Linked DNA regions of Anser cygnoides: region 2 is linked to region 1. Evidence: chromatin contacts called from public Hi-C data. All regions are on one chromosome and are shown on one strand. Each heading gives the region's core, a stretch centred on a gene start, on an enhancer-like site or on the middle of the called end of the contact. The rest is flanking DNA. Distances are from core to core; before and after follow the strand shown. Region 1 has its middle 6.9 kb from the start of IFRD1. Region 2 overlaps DOCK4 (dedicator of cytokinesis 4).

Region 1 (7,926 bases), core at 1,842-4,341:
ATCCCCTGGATTTCTTTTCTTCCTTTCTGCTGTTCCTTTGAATATGACCCTTAAGACACCACAGAGAGTCCCAGGCTTGTACTGGTTACCCTGTATTGCATAATCAACTTTCTCACAACCACAAAAGATCTCAGAAGCAAGAAAAGACCACAGAGCTGGAACACGGGCCGCGCTAAGGGCATCCGTGGCCAATACTCCAAAGTGCCAGTGACTACCTTACTGACAGAGCGTGAACCTGTTAGCAGCACCACAGGCCTTGCCCTGGAACACTTAATGCTCCAAATTAATGTTCTCAGCTTTAATGTGTAGCCTCAGCGCCCAAAATAAATGTGCCCATAACAAATTACAGCCACAACCTCCCTCTGCCATGGCCACAGTCGCTACTGTGGTATACTTGTTTGTGACTTGTCTCTGTAGGCTCATTCTGTTCCTTCCAGGGTACCTGGTCGTATGCCTGGGAGGAAAGGCTGAGACTTTGGGGGGAAAGCTCCTGTAAAGTCCGAGCAAAGGTGCTCAGATACACACATCTACTTCCAGGTATGCATCGACAAAATTTCTGAGCTTGTGATCGCAAGTAGCACAAATTCTTAATGTGCAACAGTAAGATGCAAACCGCAAATAAAAATATAGAGAGGAAAAGCCAAGAGCTGCAGCTTTTTTCCCTTTGAGTGCTGGAACGCATGTTCAAGGGCTAAACAGTTCCCACTATAATATTTCAGGGGCATTACATTACAGCAGAAGTTGTGCGGTGTCCAGGTTGGAGGTCCTTTCAGTTTTCATACATCGTTTACCTCCCACCTTCTTATTTATATTCTGGAATCCCAGCCAGCTGTGGTCAAACATCTAAGTCCCGAATAAAATTAAATGTGACGGCAGGCTAGCTATTGGAGCAGCTATTATTAGAGCCCGAGGGAGTTTTGGCCTTAGCTGAAGAAGTAACTTCAAACACCGAAGGTTCCTGACGTCTACAGCTGGCTGAAGTCCAGTACCGTAAGGTAATGCGAAACAAGCCTGTGGTCTTTTCCCTAATTTCAGCAGCACTGTGTGTATGGACCTTCAGAGGGTATTTTGGAGGGAAAAGAAAGCAATCGGGAAAGAAGTTCAATTATTTATGGTGAGTGTCTGGATTTAGAAGGTCTGCCTGCTTAGAGGCATGACCATGCAAATCAGCTAGGCGGTTAATGGACACAGATATCCTCTCACAACCTTGGGGGTGTTTACAATATGTATGTGCTAGAGGCATGTATTGCACTTTGCACATAAAAGAAAGATGTATTTTGCTGTTTTAAATTTACGATCCTCATTAAATTAACTCTGCAGTAGAATATTTATGCACATTATCAAATACTATATATTTTATACAGTTGGGCACATCTTCAGTCACACAATACCCTGACTTTCCAAGGCAAGAGGGTTTAGCTGGGTCCCTAGTCCAGAACTTTCGGCTGATTTTATCCATTTTTTTACTGATACTTACCTCCTTTTCATGAGGCAGATCCTTCACTCCATACTTGTGACTTATTCATGCCAAACCTTCTTGGACCTCAGTAAGAGCTTTTCCTGGTAAGAAAGAAAGAAACAATCCATACTTAAGCTCTCTGGTACATATGCCATTATTAATTTTACATCTAAATTTGGCCTCCTGGACTTGGACCATCACTGTCGATAGCAACTGACCACAAATGTTATTCCTGACCATAACAGCATTACATATCAGCTGTCCTCAACTGGAAAAAGAAAGACAAGCCTCCTTGTCAAACTTAAGCCCTTGCAATCATTTTGCAATAGCTAATAATATTTTGCTAGAATAAAGGTGAATAAAATAGAAAAAATGTAATGGGATGCTGGATTTGTCTCTAGTTTATTGTTGTGAGGCTTTAGTGAAATAAATTTGGGTAATCAACATTGTGCTGTTTTAAAACCGTGTTGTAAAAGCCAGTGTTTCGTGCCTCTTAAAATCTTATCTGTTGTTGGTTTGTGTCTTGCTTCACATGGTTTCTCAGCCTGTTTTGCAAAATGTCGGATTTCCTAATATCAGCCTCTATGATGTTCAATATGGTTGAGGAAAATCATCAATTTTCTGCTATTCTAAAATGAAATATTTTTAAAATGATTTCTTTAGATCCAAGTTCAAGTTTAAACCTAAAATTCCTAATGACTTCCACCCCCCAAAAAATTGTTTGCGACTTATCAGGGTTGGATAGAATTAGAGGACTGTGACACAGCCTTTCCCTTATCATGTGGTACAACAATCAGGAGTACACATCTTGTTCCCCTCAGCAAACATGTTTCTATTGCATTGCAACCCTGTTGACCTGAGCAGTTAGCCAATGTTCAGTGGCATTTGTAGGGGAATCAGATATTTTTCTGTTTCTGCCCCTTTATCTCAGGCAATGTGTACAGAGGCTCATTCCACCGAAAACCAGTAAGGATTAAATAGCAGGAGACAATACGCCAAATCTCATTTCTGCCAACGCTTAAACCAAGCCCTTTCCATGCTCACAGTCCCGTGTCCTTTTCTAGCTGCTTGCCAGGTACCTGGTTGTGCTCTGCCACCTCATTTGTAAACACACAGATGCAATCGATAATCCTTGTTTGTATTTGCAGGGAAACTTCTAACTGCATGTCCAGCCACTTCAGACTCACAAGCGGAGCTGCTCCATGGGCAATGATTTTCCATTACTGCAACAGCCAGAAAGTGGAAGGACTCTAGCCTGGCCTAGCTTGCCATCAGTTGTCTACACCACTGCACATGCTACGCATGCAACCGACTATGGGAAGCAGGTTCATGGCACTCCAGATCCTCCCGAACAGTAGTACCCTTGCAATGCTCTTGCCTATTGCTTAGGAGAGTAGGCCTCCCTCACTTCAGACAGCACAAGTAATTTCATGTGGTTTGCTGAGATATACTGTGCAACTACACATGGGAAGCTCAGAAACTCATTGCTTTCTTGGTTGTTTTCCTCTTGAGCAATTCTGATCCCAGGAAACAGATTTTCCTCTTGCCTCTGCGTGATGCACATGAGCAATGACAAAGTGGCAGCACCTTCCATTAGCTCTTTGCCAAAACATGCTGGTTTGCAAGGCATCTCTTTTAATGCAGATGTAAAGCGTTAGTCCTGTTCGTATTAAGAGATAAAAATCCAAATAGAATAGCGCAGCACAAAGGATTGGAAGGGATTTCTTTGTATCTGCCTGTCTAAATGTTTGCTCTTCCAGGTATGTTCTTCATATAACATCTTAAATTAACCTGTTCAGCTGCAACTTAGTTCTAGTTAAGAATCCATCTACATGTGGGAGGCTGTTTCCAAAAATCAGCTTTCTCTTTACCAGAGCAATTTATTCATGTGCAGCATTTATCAGTTTGTCCTGCTGATAAACCTGACCTTCACCTCTTCTGTGGTGTTTACTCTTCTGAGAGCAGCTGGTTGCTTTCTCAAACTTTGTTTTTGAAGGCACCATGTAGGGCAATGTTCTTTGCATGTAGCTTAAAGTATTTAAATAAAATGTCTAATTTAGGAACTTAGCCAGAACTTAGGCTGAATGGCTGGAGATACCCACCTCTTTCCATCACCTGCAGGAGTCCCAGGTGACTGTGCCCCTAATCGACATGTCTTTGTGAAGTTTCTGAGGTGGGGATCATGAATCCAGGCTTTAATGCTGTTGTTCTTTATCTCTTGATGCCATTCTCTGCACAGGTCCTGATGAGAATTTATCTTTCATGGTAAAAAACACAGTATTCCAGTATTCCAGATACAGTCTCATCACTGTCATCAGTAGCTTTCATACTTCTCTGTCAGAAATATCCTGAAACAGTTGCCAGCTAGTTAACTTTTAACAGGCCTGAATTCTGCACTATATTTCCCTCCTCACCATTTACAGTTCATTAACTCTCTAGTTTAGACTTGAAATTCTTGTTAGTCTGAAGTCCATGATCTTTCACTTCAGATTATTAAATTTTTGAATTATTACTTAATTTCTGTCAGCCCAGATCTTAAAGTGAGTTCTTCTTGGGCAATATTTTAAATCTTCTCTATAAAGACATCACCCGCCACTTCATACGGCAATTTTACGTTTCACTAACGCGCTCTTGTTTTTTGTGTCCTTGCCATCAGTGGCAGCATTGGTCTGCCTGCTCCCAAGAACAAGAAACTCCTGTCAGAAGCTCTCGTTCTGTGCTGAATAGTCACCAACTTGTTGCCTATACATTTGCCAGGCTGCCCAAATAGCGAACGTCAAAAGGTATCATTTCTTAATCATAAAGTTGTTCTTGGAACAGAGGGAAATGTAACAATAAAGCTGTTATCAGCTCTTAGGCAATCACAGCCTTATTACCATTCAGTCAGTGGAAACTGCTGCTTATTTGAAAGACGATTATTTGATTGCAGCTTATTTGAAAGGTGATTTCTCACTGCAAGTTGCACCGAAGCTGCGAGGATCTGCCAAAGCCCATGCTCCACAGTCTCAATAACATTCAGACTTCGTACTTCTCTTTACACCAAAAACTGGAAATACGAAGAGTGGTTAACTGGTGGAGGGGAAAGATTGTTTCAGCTGCTGGTTTACAGTGTGGTGGTTGAGCAAGATAGGGAGAGGAGTGATAAAGGTCATTTCCAAGAAAGGGAGAGTTGATGTTTTTCTGCAGTATCATGAGGGGAGATAGACACATGGCTTTTAGTCTACCTAAGTCCATCAAGGAAAGATCAGGTTGTACACCTTGTGGGGCCTCAAAGACCTGTCGTATCCCAGATACTTTTGCATACCTGCATTCCTGTTCCCCACAGGATGACTGTGTGCTCCCTTCCCATCCCTCTGTACTCAAGGGATCTTCGTGATGCTGGAAGATTTTATCAGCTTATATTTTGAGGGGTGCACATTCCAGCTACTGGTGAAGCTGCTGGACATGCTAAATAGAAGCTCTGACTGTCACTCTCTGGGTGATTGTTCTCAACATCAGGCATTTTCTGCCCAAGTATATTTATAACATTCCTCCAATATTCTAGAAATGACTGCATGTGATGTAGTAAAGCTATCACGTTACAGGCGAGCATGAACAAGCTGACATCGGTATGAAGTTATGTGCGGGCCCTGGCTTCAATGCCCACAGGTGAGGACACACTCCTGGGTGGAAAAGCTGCTTTAACCTTCCAGGCACTGATGAATAAAATGTAACAAATCAAATTGCTATTGCTTAGCCAGCATTTAGTCAATAAGGAGCTACATAGAGGGGCTTTTGCACTAAGGGGAAACGCCTTGTAGAGGAACTTTCTGGAAGAAAACAGAGAAAAGCAGGTGTAAATGGAACAGAAAAAAACGATGCAAAAACCCCTACAGAAATCTCCCATGCAATCTGTGGAGTACAGGGAATGTATAGGGCAATAAAGTTTAGGATTTCCAGGTACCGTCAATGCCAGCCAAGAATAATGACTCATTCAAGTGTGTGTAAGAGGTGCACTTTGAAAATAAGAATGTGGGCAAACAGGTACTGGCATGGAAATGCACACAACAGTTTGTTTAAACACTATCTTTCCTAGCCAGCTGCTCGGTGACACGTGACAAGCCGTGGTCCTTTGCCAGGCCCATGGCGTGCGTCTCCTGGCCCGGCCCCTTGCCATGAAACCCTCCTCAGCTCCCAGCCGTGCTTCCTGATACTGCGATGGGCCCAGCACAAGGACCTTAAGAAAGAAAGAGGAAGAAGGAATTACTAAGAAAAAAAAAAAAAAAGAGGAAGAAGAGAGAAATGTGTGTCATGCAACAGTTTCATACTGAATGTGTGGATGAGTAAGCCTCCACGCTGGAGATCCCCCGGTCCAACAACTCACTTCCTCACGTAAGGCCCAGCCCACTGAAAATACTGCCTGCGTAACCTTCGAAAATGGCATCCCTCACACAGGAGTCAGAGGCCCCTCTGTGGTCCCCACGCTGTCACCTCGGACAGCCACAGGCAGCAGGAGCGGGAATGGCCCCGCATTCCTGGGAGGCTTCAGGGGCCCCGTAAGCGTGCCTCTGACGGGAGCTGCCATGGAGGTTGTAGCAGAGACGCAGTGGAAATAGCGCGGTGCTTCATGAGCTGGCTGGTTACAGGCAGTAATAACAACGTGCAGCATTCCTCTGCCTTGAGATCAGCATCCCAGACCAGCCAGACTGATGCCAGCACCGCGCCACACCTGCCCGTGCTGTCATTAAAAGCCAAATCCTCGCCTCAGAGAAGTCAGTGCCAAAACCCCGTTCAGTCTTCCGCTGCCTTTTTGGCCATTTTCTGCCAGCCCCAGGCGTCAGGCACAGCCCTGGGGATGGGGACATTGGCCCACGAGTGGGTGGGGGTCAGGATCTCCTAGCATCTGGCAGCTCCGCTCCTCTGGTCTTCCCATTCCTAGCACAGGGTCAATGGGCTCAGGATGGAAAACAGCATGAGCAAGGTGGTAATGGAAAAAACAGGACGCTACAAGATATAAGACAATACAATGCAGTATTGTATGGGACATGGCTGCTATTGTTATGAGGGGTCTTAGTTGGCCAAGAGACAAAATACATCTTTTGGGGTTATTTATCATTTGTGTGTGTTTTAAGGTGTTTTTTGAGTTTTTGGTTCAGTTTGGTTTTGCTTTTTTTTTTTTTTTTGGTTTGTTTCAGATCCCACTTCTAAATATAGGGAAAGTTCCCTTTTGTCTCTTGGCATTGGAGAGAGCCGATCACTATTCTGGTCCGAATTTACATCTGCATCTAAATCCAGTCTTTTCAGAGAGCTCCTGATTTTTGAAGGAGGCTTCCAGCAAAGGTCTGTGCTGCAGCTTGGAAAGGCACCCAGCACCCTGCCTGCACAGGGAGAGGGGTGGAGCTCAAAAGCCTTCAAGTGCCCTTCCCTCCTCCTGCAGGGCAAAGTCCAGGGAGCAAAAAAAAGCCAAACCACCAGAGCAGGCTCCTCTTGGGAGCTGCTGCCCAGCACCCCACACTTCCCTGTGATCACACACCACTGCGTGCCACAGCACTGGTGTTAAGAAAGTGACCTCAGAGGACAGCTAGAAACTGTTTCCTTCTCACATCACAGAATTTGTCTATTCATAATTGTACCTTGGACTGTTAGAATAATCTCTAACTCTCTTCAGTCTATTTATTTGGTATATAAACAGTGCTGGAGGGATGAGACATACCCTGTAGACTAACGATGGGCCACTAGTTTTGCGTGTACCACCCCTTCCATTTTTGATTTGAAAGCATCTCCAGAGCAGCAAAATGACATGCTGAAAATGTAATTCTGGCTGCCTTTTGATGCAGTTGAATAGCTAGCACTAAGGAAGAGTCAGGTTTGCATGCTAGACTATTACAGGCCCAGATAGGATGAATACTCACTGTAGCTTGCAACAAAATTTTTGACACAAGTAGTAATAAAACATAATAGCATTTGAGGTTTTTAAAAGAAGGCACTTCCCATACAGACTAACCGCAGGAACAATTAAAGGTGCAAAAGTCCATTTTCCTCATGTGCTGTCAGACAGAATACATTAACCTATGAACAAACCCAGGGGTTGCATTCTTTTTTTCTGCAAATTAGCTAACCTCATAATTACAGGGTTTTATATAACTAAAGGAGGCTTCTTTTGATCTGCACTTCTTTTAGATCAAGTTGCTTTACAACAAAGTAATCACTGGCCTGGTTTGCACAAGGGACATCTCTGAGCAGTGTTAGTGAGATTTTCTTGCAATAAGGCTTATTACACCTTGAGGGCTTTCAGAGAGTATTCAGGAGGGTTTTCAGAAGGAAAGATTACTCCGAAGTATCTACCGTGTTCAAAATGGAGTGTAGCTACAAAAGCCATCTATTCTTTCTCGAAATATTATCCTTTCTAACTCAAGACAGCACCATAAAACCTCATGACATCATTTGTTTCCATTAGTCACAGCTCATTTCTCACTAATAAAAGAAGT
Region 2 (7,926 bases), core at 3,049-5,548, 340 kb after region 1:
TATTCTTTCCAATAGCAGTGGCTGTATGATAACAAGAAATAATCCAGTTCCATTATGGAAGCTGTTCCAAACCTTATGGGGATCATTCAGTTAAATGGAATTTGGTGAAAGTAACACAGATACTACAACAGCCAGTTTTATACATGTCCAGGTGATAGTCAGTTTGCAGGATCCTGGACCACAGATACAGACAGCGTGTATATATATTGTATATATATTGTGTTAATCCATAGTATTTTCTTAATTTGATTTTGTTCAAACACTTTTATATTTCTTCCCATTTTCACTCTCCCCATTTTGTGCCCTTCTTTCCGTCTTCCTTCACTTCTGAGTTCGTAGCCTATGCAGGCAACAAAAGACTGTTAGCACTGAAAGCTTTCTGAGGGATCTTGATTGGAGTTTGGTGAGTTCTTTCTCTAGTCCCTTCTGCATATAAAATGAGTTAATGGAAACAGTTTATGAATAGGCTGTTTTCTTACACCTAGAAACCTTTAAATAGGAGTCTGGTGCAAAGATAAACTGATTATGTTAACAGGCTTCAAGCTTATCTCCCTTTGTGGGACATCTGCAGTACACCAGAGTGCTATATCAGCTGCTGCTGTTATTGATGGTCCAAACTGCTATGCAATCTTAAACTGACCGCAGGGCCAGATGCATATGTCAGGTAAACCAGGAGACTGACAGGCTTTATTTAAGAGCCTTTCAAATGATGATGCAATCACGAGAGCTTTTCAGGCATGCAGTTACAGCTGTTTAACATTTTCACTCTGCATATTTGTACCCGCATGGAGAAAGGCAAGTAACAGAGCTTGGATGTGGCAGCTAAAAGTGGTGATGCCTGTGTCAGCTTTTGCATTCTCTTCCAGCTGTAAACACCACTCCCAGCAGCTGGAGCCTGGACAGTGGGAAAGAAGCCAGAAACACATCAGACAGTGGAAAGCTTATATCTCCTCCTGTACCACCGAGACCTGCACAGACTGGTGAGTTAATGGACATTTCAGGCTAAACTCCAGTTAAAAACTGATTTACCTGAGTGCTTAGATTCTTTCCGCTCTGACTAACATTGAGCTTCTTGGGCACGTTAGTTTATTATTTGATTACTTACATAGAAGGCTGTAGAACTTCAAGTATTTTCATCTCATTAGGCTTCTTTGTAGCATTCTGTTTCCAGTACTCTGCCTCTTCATTTAATGACTGTGTAGTTTCAGACAGTTCATTCTGGTAACTAGGGAGGATGATCAAATTTAATCTTTTGATCTTATGATAATTAGAGGTTAGCAATCGGAAATGATCATTAAAGAAAAAGAATCTTACCACATGCACAGCAATCATGAAAGTACGTGAGTTCTGTTCCTGTAACCAATTTGCCCTTCAAAAGACTAATTTCCATTTAAAGAAAAGACTTCTTAAGTGGTATTAGAAATATAATTGCTCTCAAGGGGGTGGAAACTTTTTGGAGTTTTAGCCTTATGCCTCAAAGTAAGTACATTTTGTATTTCATTTTTTCTTACTTGACATAAAAATACAGAACATAATTCTTAAGAAAAAAAAAGGAGGATGGGAAAGGGGAGAAGAAAATACTGACTTAATTTGAGCCCTGTATCATTTGGTAGGATGTAAACCAATTTACAGTGGTATAAAATAAAAGATGGATGCAGAAATTTCTTGTATTTCATTGGTTGTATGGCAAGATAATCCTGAAAAAAAAAAAAAACATAAACAGAATCCCTAAGACTATTTGCAGCTATTGAGCAAATATGTAGAGGGAACCAGAGATAATGCTTGTATGTAGAATGATCTCTTATCTATTTAAAAAGATTTCTTAATGAAAATTGTAAAATTGTAATGCTAAGACTGCATTGAAATCTTTCTGCCTTTACAGCGTCACCAGCAAGACACATAGCCACTGTTTCCCCTTCTCCTGCTGGCAGATCACCGATGAAGGTACAGTCTTTTTGCAAGTGAATTTCCTTTGTGGGACTGACTGTAGGTGTTGTGAGGTAAATCATATATGTTAAATATGTTATTTGGGATTACCTCTTTCATTCATTACACTGAAATAAGTATATTTATTTCATTATCATATGCCTATTCAAAATCCAAAAAGTAAGTAGTCATAACAATCACAGCAGGTCTGAAGATTTTCAAAACTGCAGGTAAGAAACATAATCTTCAGACTCTGTAGCCTGTCAGTATTAGGCTTCTCACTTATATGTGTAATCAAGCTCACCTGAGTCAGTGGACAAAATAGAGTGTAAGAAATAAACGTAAGAAGTGCCAGCTAGTCCAGAATGCTGTCTCCAGCAGTGGCAAAAGGAGATGCAAGTCTACAGTCATCTTTCTGCTTATCGTCCCGTGAGCCTGTTACTTCTCCACTTGTGGCTGCAAAGTGGACCAGGTTCAATACAGAGGGATTGTGCTTGCTGTCACGTGCCCTGTAGTCCCATTGCCGTGGTACACCTTGTGCTGAAGAGAGCGCTGATGCCAGGTTTCCCACTAGCTGCTTACGAGGAAGCTCTTCAGAGCATTAGGATATCGTACAAAAGGCGAGCGACGGCCTGCGTTCTTGAATTGACTCAGTACTGCTGGTTCTTAGGGGTATTTCAAGCTCATCCTAACCTTTTTTTCTAAAGGCCCGGACAGAATTTAAGCGTTTTACAGCCAAACTCTGGAATGCCACCTGGGAGGAGAGGAATGTTGGCCCAGAATACTTGTGAGAGTTGCTGGATCTCGCTTCAGGCATCCATGAGTTTCCAGACACTTTTGGTGTCTAGACTGTTACTCACCACTGACAGGAGCAGTTTGCAGCGCTGTCAGGAGCTAAGTGCTTCCCCCTGCTCAGCTCCTGAATTGAAGCAGGCAGGGTTTACGCATATTTGCTCTTGTTCTGAGTGACAAAAGCAAAGCTTCTAAGTCTTATCTATAGTCACTTAATCCAAGTGTCGAGTGCTCTTGGAACTTGAACCTATTGCGTCATTTATTTGAAAACTTTGACCCTGGATGTTTGTGTGGATAGGAGTGCAGCTGCAGCTTCCTTACACACAGGGGGACGGAATCTGAAGCAAGTATTTAATAAGCAGCATCCCCACAACGTGTGAAATGTTTTCAACATGTACTGAGGTTGTAAGAAAACTTGCTCTGTTTTTCCATAGCTTGAATGGCTCGATCTTTAGCTTTTTTTCCAACTGTTATGTTCTGCCAGAGAAGGCTGTCTTAGTACAAAACCCACTGATGCAAATGAATATTTTTCCATTGCTTTCAGGGCGCTGTGGATCCAGTCCTAATAACTGAGATTATCTCAACAGAATAAAGTCAGTGCAGCCAGCTCGTACCTTTCTGCCCCTTTTCCCTCCCTCCCCTCCTCACCCCTGTTGCATGGCTCACACTTCCACCTAAAGCTGAGCAGCTGGGTGCCAGGCAGTCTAATAAGAATCGGGCTCAGAAATCTGTCTTTGACATGATTTCTCCATTCCTTTTTTAGTCTGTGCTAGAGACCATTAAATCTAGGTTGTCTCAGACTGCTCTAGTCAAAATCAGAAATGTCGCAAAGCCTTTTCAACTTTTAAGGTGTGCTCTAGCATCTGACAGCGTTAGCTGAACTTGCTTCACTAGAGCAGGGCTCCGTGGTGTTAGGTAGGGCTTTCCTGCCCCTGCCTCTGCTCCTCGTCGGTGCTGCCGTTGGTCCCTCACCTTCCCCACAGACCCGCAGGGCTGCTGGTGTAGCGCCTGCAACCTTTGTCCTCCCCTGGACCCTTGTCCCCAGGGCTGTGGTGGTGTTTTGGGTCACGCACAGCGGCACGGTGCGTCTGAAAAACAGCCGGGAGATGGGACAGAGGAACTGCAGTTCAAACACCACGGCCTAAATGTGCCTTTTGTTGCATGACTAAACTAAAAGTCGTGAGAACAGCTTTGGAAAATGGATGTTGAAGAAGAGATCGAAGCATCAGCTCTGAATGCGATGCAAGTCCTGCGTTTTGGCATTAGGGGGCAGGACACCACTAGGCACACACGATGCGTGGGTATGTATTTCGTTTAAAGAGCTGCGAAACTCGAGAGTTCGTTTTAAATAAAGGCTTCCAGATTTTTCCAGAGTATGATGATAATCAGATAACATTTAAATACAGTTTTGCTTCTACTTAAATTAATTACTGGCATGAGCACTGCTTAGGGTGTACTTGGGCACTTTTGAAATGAGCTCGTTATTGGGTTTCTCACTGGTTCTTAATTAAAACCGAGATGCAGCGCTTTACATTTATCAAACCGCAGAACCTGTGCAAATGCCTCTGTCTGTTTCCAGTCTGGGGGCTGAAATGCTCTCCCTGCTTTACCGCGGGTAAATTCTTCTTACGCCCTTTCATTTGAGCAGGGGTCCGTGCAGTCGTTCACGCCGTCTCCAGTGGAGTATCATTCCTCGGGGCTCATATCCAATTCCCCGGTGCTGTCGGGGAGCTACAGCAGCGGCATCTCTTCGCTCAGCCGATGTAGCACGTCGGAGACGTCGGGCTTTGAAAGCCAAGGCAGCGAACAAGCAGTGACTGTCCCGAGCTACAGCGTTTCGGAGGAGCCTGTGAGAAAAGAAAGCAAAACCCCGCCACCTTACAGCGTGTACGAGCGGACTTTGAAACGCCCCGTTCCTCTACCTCACAGCCTCTCCATCCCGCCCGCCGCAGACCCGCCGGCGCTGCCGCCCAAGCCGCAGCTGGTGCGGCCGAACAACCTGGAGAACAGCAGCAGGAGGACTGAGCAGGTTCCCCGGCCCAGGCCTCTGCCGCGAAAAGTGTCTCAGTTATGAGAAGCCACTTTTTGTATTTAATCGCAACCGATTCGTGACCGTTTAGGACATGGTATTTTTTAAAAATGGTAAAATGCGTTTAGTTAGGCACTTTAATGTTCTGCCCACTTTTTCTTTTCAGTAATTTTTAAATGCTTGTTAATATTATGTTGCACATTTTAAAATGAAATTACTAATTTAGGTTGCCAGATATTGCAGGAAGCATGAATGAGAGGCTTTTTTTTACTTTCACGGTGGTGAATACTGATAAATGCTTTTATTTGTACTTTGTTTTTATTTAAAAAAGTTGAATCTAAAACCCTACAACTCTCATCTGAGCTAGCTGAATGCTTCTTACAAAACACGGAATATACTGACTGGATCTTTACTACTAGAAATAAATGCACGCTTTCTAACAAAGTGTAGTCTGTAGACTAGGATGTTTCCGCAAGTAGGCTGGAAGTTGTTTCTCTTATCTGCTGAACAGGTTGGTCATTTCAAATGTCTGTGGAAAAACTGAGATATGATGCAAGTTACACTGCAGAGAACTGAGCAAGAACGTGGTTTGGAATTTTTGAAGCAAATACTTGGTTCATGTTACTTTTAAGATTGGGAAATACCTGCATTTCGTTCAGTGGAGAGCACCTCAGTGGTGAATCTCGGTAAGATTTCTGTGCCATGATTGTACTGCTGTACCCAGTGCATCCTTTTCTTTTTGAGGTGCAATTTACCTTTATTGTTCTAGTTACTGATTTTGTTTTAGTTTGTTTTTAAAAAGTAGCAGTTTGCCAGTGGAGGCTCTCTGCTGTTTTTTAAGAGTTCATCCTAAAATGCGGTCTGTGTGTTACTTGGGTACAAACAAACACGTTCATTTCATTCGTGTACAAGAATCGGCACTGGCTAGCACCAGGGCAACTCACTAAATGAACTAATTTGAGAAAACACGAATTACTGGATCTGTCAACAAATTTCAAAAGCGAGTTCAAAGGTCATTAACAATTTGATAACAACCTACCAAGATTCTGAACAGCTCTTCGGATGTGCGTGTACCAGTGGAGTCAGGTTTGGGGTTTGCTTTTTAGCTCGAGTTCGACACCATCATCTATTGTAGGAGGCTGGCGTTTGGCCTTACGTTGTGTGCTAGTGACCGGCATCTGGAGAGCTCTGGAAAGCTAATGCCAAGTTGTAGGAATGTGGAGAGGAAAAAAAGAAAAAAGCACCTTCTGTATGTATTTTTTGTATCCTCTTTCTTTTACTGACTGTTTAACATGTGCTCGGGAACAGATGTATGAACTGCATTTTAAATCATGCTGTTAAAAATATTCTCCCTCTTTTGTTGGGAAGCTCATGTCGATTTTAGCTGTGTCTGATTTGTTGATAGTTTAACTGGAAGAAAGTGACCACTTTTTATATTCTCTCAATTAAGCCTTCAGCAGTTACAAGCTGCTGACGGTGGTTATAGAGGTTTTCTATAATAAATGTTCAAGTATTTTTGTACATAATTGGTAAATTTTAATAAGGAGTGTACCATTATGTGAAAAAGAAGCGAACAGTTGTGTATGCAGTAAGATTGTTATAATTATGCCAAATACTTTATGTATGGAAAAAAGAATATTTGTAAATATGTGCTTTTAACAATAATTCTGCCATATTGACTTTACAGTTTTGAATGTCAGAAAAAATTAATATATGTTAAAATATTTATGTTTTAGTGAAAGTATTCATAACTTGAAAAGGAACAAATGAATTTTAGCTTTGTATCTTGCTGATTTCAAAGTCTGAAATTCCTTGAGCTAGCTCTTGCTTTCAACTATAACATTTTTGTGTCTGTAACCACATCATAAAAGGTGTAGAAGGCTACATATTTATGCTGATATAAAGAGGTAATGCCTGAGATTTAAATAAGGTGTCACACGTAAGATAACAAAGCTGCTTTGTTTTTGTTTTTGTTTGTTCTTTTTGTTTTGTTTTGTTTTTCTTTCCCCCTGTGTAGTTTAATAGATTTTGTTGGCTAGTGCTTGAGCACGGTATGAATCAGTGTTATTTGCTCCTGAAGCCATTTTTTTATTTCTGGCAGTGAGCAGAGTTGTTGAATTTATCATGTGTGTGTGTTACTGAAGTCAGCTTTGCAGCAAAACGTTTCACGAGTTTCTGTTTACCTAGACACTCGTCTTGGCTGCTGCATAATGGTAATATTGGAATAAAATGACTTGATTAATCTTTACAGTACAACTTTTCTACGGAATGAGAGATTATAATTCAGTTTATCATGGAATTTAAGTTCTGACTCCTTGTCTTGCTAAATCCACGTTCATTTCTATTAAATATCTCCTGATGGATCTAGTTTTCTCCCTGTTTGGATCCTTAATTGCTTTGTGAGACAAGGTGGAGAGCATTGACCTGCTCTTCTGAACAAGTGAAGAACGTGAAATTCACTGTGAGAGTTCACTGTAAATTAACCTGCATGAGCGCTCTGTTTTTACAACCATGACATCGGGAATACTCTGAATGATAGCAGATGGTATAAAATTGACAGAGTACTCTAAAACTGAGCTGACACATTTTCTGCTTAGCCGGTTTTGACAAATTGATTCTGTAGATCAGCTTTTCAACCTGATTTCCTATAAAAATGTAGTATGAAATTTTGTTATGTATGTTGCAATATCCAGAGCTTGAAACCCTAATGTAAATAAAGGTCTCGTTTGAATTTTATGCATCACTCCTAAATGTAGTTTGGTCACTTTGGGGATGATGGTGAGCAATTCAGAAGCTCGTAAAAGCAGACGCACAAGAACAAGTTGCTGTTTCTTCTCAATAGCTGGAGCGTTAGCTAACATACGTGCCATGGTCGGGATGATCGTGTATTCAAACTGCGTTTGAGCTGCTGCTGTCTCTGGGATGCCACAGAAGCGACTGCAGGCTCAGCTGCCTGGCTCGCAAATGGCACAATTCGGCCCCATCCCCCAGTGAGCTCCTGCTTCTAAGTGGGAGCGAGCTGAAGTCCCAAGGCAGATCACAGCCTGTGTCCCGAGAGGAGCACAAAGCTGAAGTTGGCTCTTGCTAATAAAGTTTTTAGGGTAGTGCGGATATGACCGGGTTCACCTGGAGCAGAGCAGTTACGTGCAGATCTCCTCTGTGTGAAGACAGCACCTTGC

What was found. Hi-C and Micro-C count contacts between places; a contact is called where the count stands out from the background.
Region 2: a contact with region 1 is called in a Hi-C map of liver, with 1.8 times the contacts expected there. The contact joins two enhancer-like sites. A contact is called at or near these places in 3 of 7 Hi-C or Micro-C datasets (granulosa cells and liver).

Annotation. Positions count from the first base shown.
Region 1 is chr1:29,728,935-29,736,860 of Taihu_goose_T2T_genome, forward strand. No RefSeq gene overlaps it. Among named protein-coding and RNA genes, the nearest start is that of IFRD1, 6.9 kb to the left of the region's middle. Within about 2 kb of position 3,092, at least 2 of the 3 cell types and tissues checked have open chromatin away from gene starts, as enhancers often do. A contact at or near this core is called in liver, where this site is marked.
Region 2 is chr1:30,069,558-30,077,483 of Taihu_goose_T2T_genome, forward strand. DOCK4 (dedicator of cytokinesis 4) reads left to right here. Exons shown (of 51, transcript XM_066991669.1): 49 at 867-980; 50 at 1,883-1,944; 51 at 4,367-7,483. The coding sequence ends at 4,792. Among named protein-coding and RNA genes, the nearest start is that of IMMP2L, 22 kb to the right of the region's middle. Within about 2 kb of position 4,299, at least 2 of the 3 cell types and tissues checked have open chromatin away from gene starts, as enhancers often do. A contact at or near this core is called in liver, where this site is marked.